Linked DNA regions of Macaca mulatta: region 1 is linked to region 2. A link is a contact called in public Hi-C data. All regions are on one chromosome and are shown on one strand. Each heading gives the region's core, a stretch centred on a gene start, on an enhancer-like site or on the middle of the called end of the contact. The rest is flanking DNA. Distances are from core to core; before and after follow the strand shown.

Region 1 (3,141 bases), core at 595-3,094, 51 kb after region 2:
TGTGGTGGTGGTTACACAAATCTATGCATTTTCAAAACTCATAAAATTATGCACCAAATAAAGAACTTTTCAGTATATAAAGCATAAATTTAAAAATGTAAATTTCAATAAATGTTTCACATATTTTCACTCAAATATTTGCACTTTTTTTTTTTTTGAGATGCAGTCTCACTCTGTCACCATGCTGGAGTGCAGTAGTGCGATTTTGGCTCACTGCAACCTCCACCTCCCAGGTTCAAGCAATTCTCCTGCCTCAGCCTCCCGAGTAGCTGGGACTACAGGTGCACACCACCACGCCCCACCTAATTTTTGTATTTTTAGTACAGAAGGGGTTTCACCATGTTGCGCAGGATAGTCTGGATCTCTTGACCTCATGATCTGCCCGCCTCAGCCTCCCAAAGTGCTGAGATTACAGGTGTGAGCCACCATGTCTGGCCATATTTCATTTCTTTCAATTCTCGTAATAGACTAAAAAAGTTTTGCTGGAATGGAGTTGCTTATTTTTCTGTATTATAAAATGTAACTGATATTAAATTTATAGTTTGTATCTTTGGCATCACATCCCTTTTTGTTTTTTTTTTGGGACAAGGTCTCACTTTGACACCCAGGCTGTAGCACAGTGGTGCCATGATGGCTTACTGCAGCCCGGGGCTCAAGTGATCATCCAACCTCAGCCTCTTGAGTAGCTGGGATCACAGGCACCTGCCTACATGCCCAGCTAACCGTTATTTTTAATTTTTTGTAGAGATAGGGGTCCCACTATAGTGCCCAGGCTGGTCTTGAACTCCAAGGATCAAGTGGTCCTCTTGCCTCTGCCTCCCAAATTGCTGGGATTACAGGTGTGGGCCACTGTGCCTGGCCCCCTTGCCAATTTTCAAAACTTTATACTCGTTTAGTGGTTTTAATGTTTAAGTATTGTATACATGTGAGAGTTTATCATGTGTGATCTATGTATACCTCTATATTCCAAATTGCTCGGAATGACATGCTCTTTGGAATACTCCATTCTTTCCCTCACTGTTTTGAGATGCTGTATTTACTACACATTAAAGAATACTCTTAATCATGGTGTCTTATTTCCACGAAGCAGGTGCCAAACTACTTTGAATAGAGCAATATTATATAGACAGATAGATATAGATATTTCTTATGCATTTTTTCCTGCTTTTTAAAACGTATACTGGGTGTTATTTAGGTTTTTACTTATTCCAGATAAAGTTGAGAATGCTTTTGTAAAGTACACAATACACTAAAGATCAAAGAGAAAAAATACACTCAAAAATTTGTTGATTTTCTTTTAGGGATTTTGTCTTCCTAAGAAAGGTACAGATGGACTAAATGTATTTCCATTTAGTCAAGCAATTTTAATGTCACCGAGGAAATAATATGTGACATTTATTTTCTTCTTTCGGATTATTGTAGCTCAGTCAGAAAATCGTTATTGCTTTAACGATTTTGATGAAGTAGCTTTCCTGTGGCACCTCCCCTTTTTCCCGCTCCCAAAGAATCGCAGATAGTGTCAAAGTCTTTTTGTATGGATGAGATCTACTTCCTAACATTTAAAGTGCAACTGACACGCAGCTGAACTCTTCTTGACGCGTCTGTGTCTAAACTGCACACACGCTGCACACAGACCTCCCCTGCAGTGCATCCCTTTGGGGCGCCCTGGGAGAGCCAGGGCTGCAGGAAGCTCCCGCGCCAACTCCAACGGCATCTGCCCACTGCCTAGCGGGGCGCCTCTCAGCCAATCCCGAAGGGTTGCTCGCGGGGCCTCACGGGAAAGGTAGTTTTCAGGTTGGGCGCCAACACCGTCAGGCTTTGCGCGCTAGCTGCGCGCATGCCTTGTCCACCGTCTACCTGTGCGTTTCCGCATTTCCTTTTGTTTTTCTCAGGTTTTGCGTGGGAGGCGGTCGCGCGATTTCAAGGGTCTACCAGCTCTTCTACGGCGAATGCAACCAGATGAGAGAGTGAGGTAAGCCTGGGTGGGTTGGGCAGGGAGGGCGAGGGGGCCCCGCGCGACTCCGGGGGCGGGCGGCAGGGGGCCGGTGCCAGGGGGCCGGTGCCAGGTGGCGGGGAGGAGCCTCGGGGATCTCACAGGGGAAGCCGGGGACGGCAGGGCTGCAGCATGTCTGCCAGGACGCTAGGCCTGTTCCTTAAAGGCGCAGTCTCTGTCCAGAGCGGGCCACACCGCGTGTGTCGCCCCGGTTGTAGGGGCCGCAGAGGAGGGCATGTGCGCTTACGTGGTCCGTGTGCTGAGCCTTGCGGGAGGGGCAGTTCTTTGGTCAAGCGGGAGCCGGTGTGCTAGGGCGCGACCGTACCTGAGCGGGGAAGGGCGAGTGCAGTGGCCTGCCCCACCGACCGACTCCGTTCCACGTTCTGCATTCGTCCTCTTTAGGTTCCGAACTGCCCTCCAGTCAGGTCTATCACTGCATCTTGGTATTTGCTGTTCCTCTGTCCTGACTTCATCTTGCACTCAGGAAAGATCTTCAAGAATTACCTAATTTTGGCTGGGCGCGGTGGCTCTTAGCACCTGTAATCCCAGCACTTTGGGAGGCCGAGGCGGGTGGATCACCTGAGGTCAGAAATTCGAGACCAGCCTGACCAACATGGTGAAAGCCCGTCTCTACGAAAAATACGAAAAGTAGTTGTGCGTGGTAGCGCATACCCGTAATCCCAGCTAGTGAGGCGGAGAATTGCTTGAACCCGGGAGGCGGAGGTTGCAGGTAGCCGAGATCGCACCATTGCACTCCAGACTGGGCACCAAGAGCGAAATGCCGTCTCGGGGGGAAAAAAAAAAAAAAAAACTAATTTTGCCTCATTTGTTAGAAGAAAATTTTTTTTTTTTTTTTTTTTTTTGTTTGTCAAGGTTATTGACTTGTTCAGGATCACAGTTTGTTAGTAGGGAAGACTAAGTCACATCTGACCCCTAAGCTAGTACTGTCTACTTTTCCATACACGTCAAAGCAAGTTTAAAATATCCCTTTGAGAAATAGCAACAAAGTTAGACGAAAAAATTAAAATAGATTTTTTTCTTTGAAGCACTGCTGCTTATGGCTTTCTGTGGAGTCACTCACCAGAGGTTAACATTACTGGGAAAATCAATAGCTTAGTCCTATTTTTTACAATGGTTTTAGTGTTAAT
Region 2 (3,502 bases), core at 359-2,858:
AGCTAAAATAGTTGATCTCATGAAGGTAGAAAGTAGAATGTTGGTTACCAGAGGCTACGAGGAGAAGCAGGGAGTGAGGAATGAAAAGAGGTTGGTTAATGGGTACAAAAATACTGTTAGGTAGAAGGAATAAGTCCTAGTGTTCAGTAGCACAGTATGGTGACAAGTGTTAACAATAATTTATTGTGTATATCAGAATAGCTACAAGATTTGGAATATTCACAACACAAGGAAATGATAAATGAGGTGGTGGATATTATAATTACCCTGATTTTATCATGACATATTGTATGCATATATCAAAATATCACACGTACCCCATAAATATGTATATTATGTACCAAAAAAAAAAAAAAAAAACGAAAATAAGCAGCAAAAACCACTTCCAGCTAGCATGGTGCTTACAAAATGCCTAAGCTCAGTTATCAGCCAATGAGAGGCATTATCATATCACCACCATAAAATGGGGGAACTGATGAACTGCAGTCTTCATCTTTAAAAAAATTCTTTGTCCCATTTCCTGTCTTTAGAAACTAGCCTCTGGGCTGGATGGGATTCCCCGCTTCTCCTGTAAAATGCAAAATTGAGCCCTCAAATTGTGGTTTCAATTTACACGTTTCACAGTCCTCTGAGAAGACACTAAGGTTGGAGGATGCAGGAAGGCCTTAAATAATTAACCTTTTGACTCAAGGGCTCTGAAGATTCCCCCAAGCATTTTTGGAAACACAACACTACGTGGTTAAGACTGGGTTCAAGTACACTCCACAGCTACGTTCTGGTGGTGCTCAAGGGACAAATGTTGTGCTAAATACAAGCCAAGACTGGATTTTAGTGTGGGAAGGCGCATGAATTCAGAGGAAAAAGTGAGGATTTACAACCCACCTGCTAATACTGTGGGTAAAATAATTTCTCTCTCTGAATCTTTAGTAGTCACATTTATTTAAACGGAGGTGGTTCAGTCGAAAGGATGGTTACGATGATTAAATGAGCCAATAATGAAAACAACATGTCTTGTAATAATAGAAGCAGCTCACCTTTATTGAGTCCTGTATCATACTTTACATCTACTACCCTATTCAGTACCCAAAGGCCCCCATCATTTGCCAAATGGGCGTCCAGCCGCAGCGGGACCACCTACAGAGGCTGTACCGGAGCCCACGTCCCTGTGGCTTTCGAGCGCCGAGTCTGCAGCGGCCAGCGCGCCTGACGTGGCAGCTCCGGTCACGTCACACAATGTGGCTACTCCAGGCGCCCGCTGCCCGGCCACCGCAGGCCTTCTCTGGCCACCCCTCAAGCAGGTCGCGCAAACGCCATTCCGGGCAGGAGCGCCAGCGCAGATGGCCAACCTCCCCGCCAGGCCGCTCCCACCCGGGACCCTCCGCGGAGGCCGCTCCGGGGCCAGGAGGCGGCTTCCAGGCTCGAGACCCCGCCTCCCGGGCCCTGCCCGCCCGCAAAAGCCTTCGACACACCTGCAGGGTCTCGGCCTCTGCTCCTGGCCAGCGCCGGGCCCAGGCCCCGCCCTTTGCGGCCCAGCCGAGACCCGGAGGCAGCGGAGTCCTCTCCCCACCCTAGGGCGTAAGACAAAAACGCCGACGCCAGAAAGGAGACGGCACTGCACATGCGCAGAACGTTTCCCGAGCCCTGCTCCAGAACTACGCTTCCCAGAAGGCCCGGCTGCGACTCCATCTTGGATGACGTCGTGAGGCGCGGCCTCCTCCAGGGTCCTGAGTGTTTGCGGTCGGGTTTCCTGGGGCTGGCGCTGGCTTCGCTCGGTGATGGCGGAGAGCTGAACCTTCGCACGTCCGCGCTTGAAGACAGAAGGCTACCGTGAGGTGCCCCAAGGAACACTGATGGGCAGTTTTGTTAAAGTGGTTGAACTCCGTGGGTACAAAAGTACATGGAGTAATGAAGGGTAATGCCGTGTAACCGCTTCTTCTTAGGAATGCTAGCTTTCACAATTGTGCAAACGATACGCAAAACGTAATAAACTACAAAATATGTATAAGCTAAAATAAAACGAGTGTACCACTTCCCAAAAGCAAAATTGCTTAGTGTTAGGTGTACATCCTTCTCATGAATTTACACAAATTTTAACCTAATGGTATAGAGTATCATGACTATCATTTCACTAAGGAATATATATAACCATCCCTCCTTATCCCGGGGGTCCTTATCTATGGATTCAACTAAGCTCGGAATGAAAATACTTAAAAATTCAATCTTACTGAGGATGTACAAACTTTTCCCCTTGTCATTATACCCTAAACAATACAATACAACTTTACATAGTATTTGCACTGTGTTAGGTTTACAATTAATCTACACATAATTTAAAGTATCCTGGAGGAGGTGTGTAAGTTATGCAAATACCAGGTTATTTTCTACCAGAGACTTGAACATCCCTGGATTTGAGTAATCCAGGGAGGTCCTGGAACTAATCACCCACGGATACAGAGAGAGGACTTGGCTGTATATGTAAAACAAATTATGTATTTCCTGGTCAATAACTTTATTACATTAAAACAAGTAGAATCATCTAGGGAAAAAAACCATATATTGTCATGTGTATAAACACAAATGTATATACATATACAAAATATGCACACATAATACACACACACACACACACACACACACACACCCCACTTTTCTGGTTGGGAGGTATTGAGGAAATAATTTAAAATAAAGCCTCTTGCCAACCCAGAAAATTATCTCCACAGATGGAGAAAAGAACAAAACAGTTACATTATTGAATAAACATTAAACCAGACTGCAATGTGCGTCACAGGCAACCCACTAATGATTTTATGAAGACAAGAAGAACTATCATTTTTTATATTAGCAGGTCTGGTACAACGCATTCCATTTTCTCAAGGTAAAAGATAACTTGTCCTCAAGACGACTGTATGACACCATTTGCTATGCATAATTCATCTGAAATTCACCTGATAATTAGGGTAGCCGTCAGTGTTAGTTAATTGCTGTTATGCAAATGAAAAGTAAAGTTTCTGGTGTCTCTATGACAGGCAGGTAGTTAACAGCAGGTAGCCAGAAGCCTAGGAGTTTACCACAGAGGCAGGGAGATGGGGTGCAATCTTCCTTGATGCTTACATTTCAAAGACATGACCCAAGGCCATTAAGAACGACCTTCCTGGGTTGTTAAACTAGCAAGAAGCTTATTTACTTTTTAAAAAGTCTTGCTAAATCTCACAGGGACAGAGAAGGGATTTACAATTACAAGTTTTCTTAAGGAAATGCTGTAAGAAAAGAGAGGAGGAAAGGGGCCTTTTTGAAAGAAGGAAAATTCAGTTTGTTTGTTTCTTTGAGACAGAGTCTGGCTCTGTCCTCCAGGCTTGGATGCAGTGGCTTGATCTCGGCTCACTGCAAGCTCCTCCGCCTCCCAGGTTCAAGCAATTCTCTGCCTCAGCCTGCTGAGTAGCTGGGACTACAGGCGCCCACCACCATGCCTGGCTAATTTTTTTTTTTGTATTTTCAGTAGAGA

Evidence for each region. A called contact is a pair of places that touch in the nucleus more often than the background predicts.
Region 1: a Hi-C map of fetal cortical plate shows a contact between it and region 2, with 2.2 times the contacts expected there. The contact joins the promoter of LOC701227 here to the promoter of LOC701129 in region 2. A contact is called at or near these places in 2 of 14 Hi-C or Micro-C datasets (fetal cortex germinal zone and fetal cortical plate).

What each region holds. Positions count from the first base shown.
Region 1 is chr9:53,399,234-53,402,374 of T2T-MMU8v2.0, forward strand. It overlaps LOC701227, which reads left to right and starts at 1,845. Exons shown (of 8, transcript XM_077946270.1): 1 at 1,845-1,972. The coding sequence starts at 1,950.
Region 2 is chr9:53,348,396-53,351,897 of T2T-MMU8v2.0, forward strand. It overlaps LOC701129, which reads right to left and starts at 1,609. Exons shown (of 7, transcript XM_077946268.1): 1 at 1,035-1,609.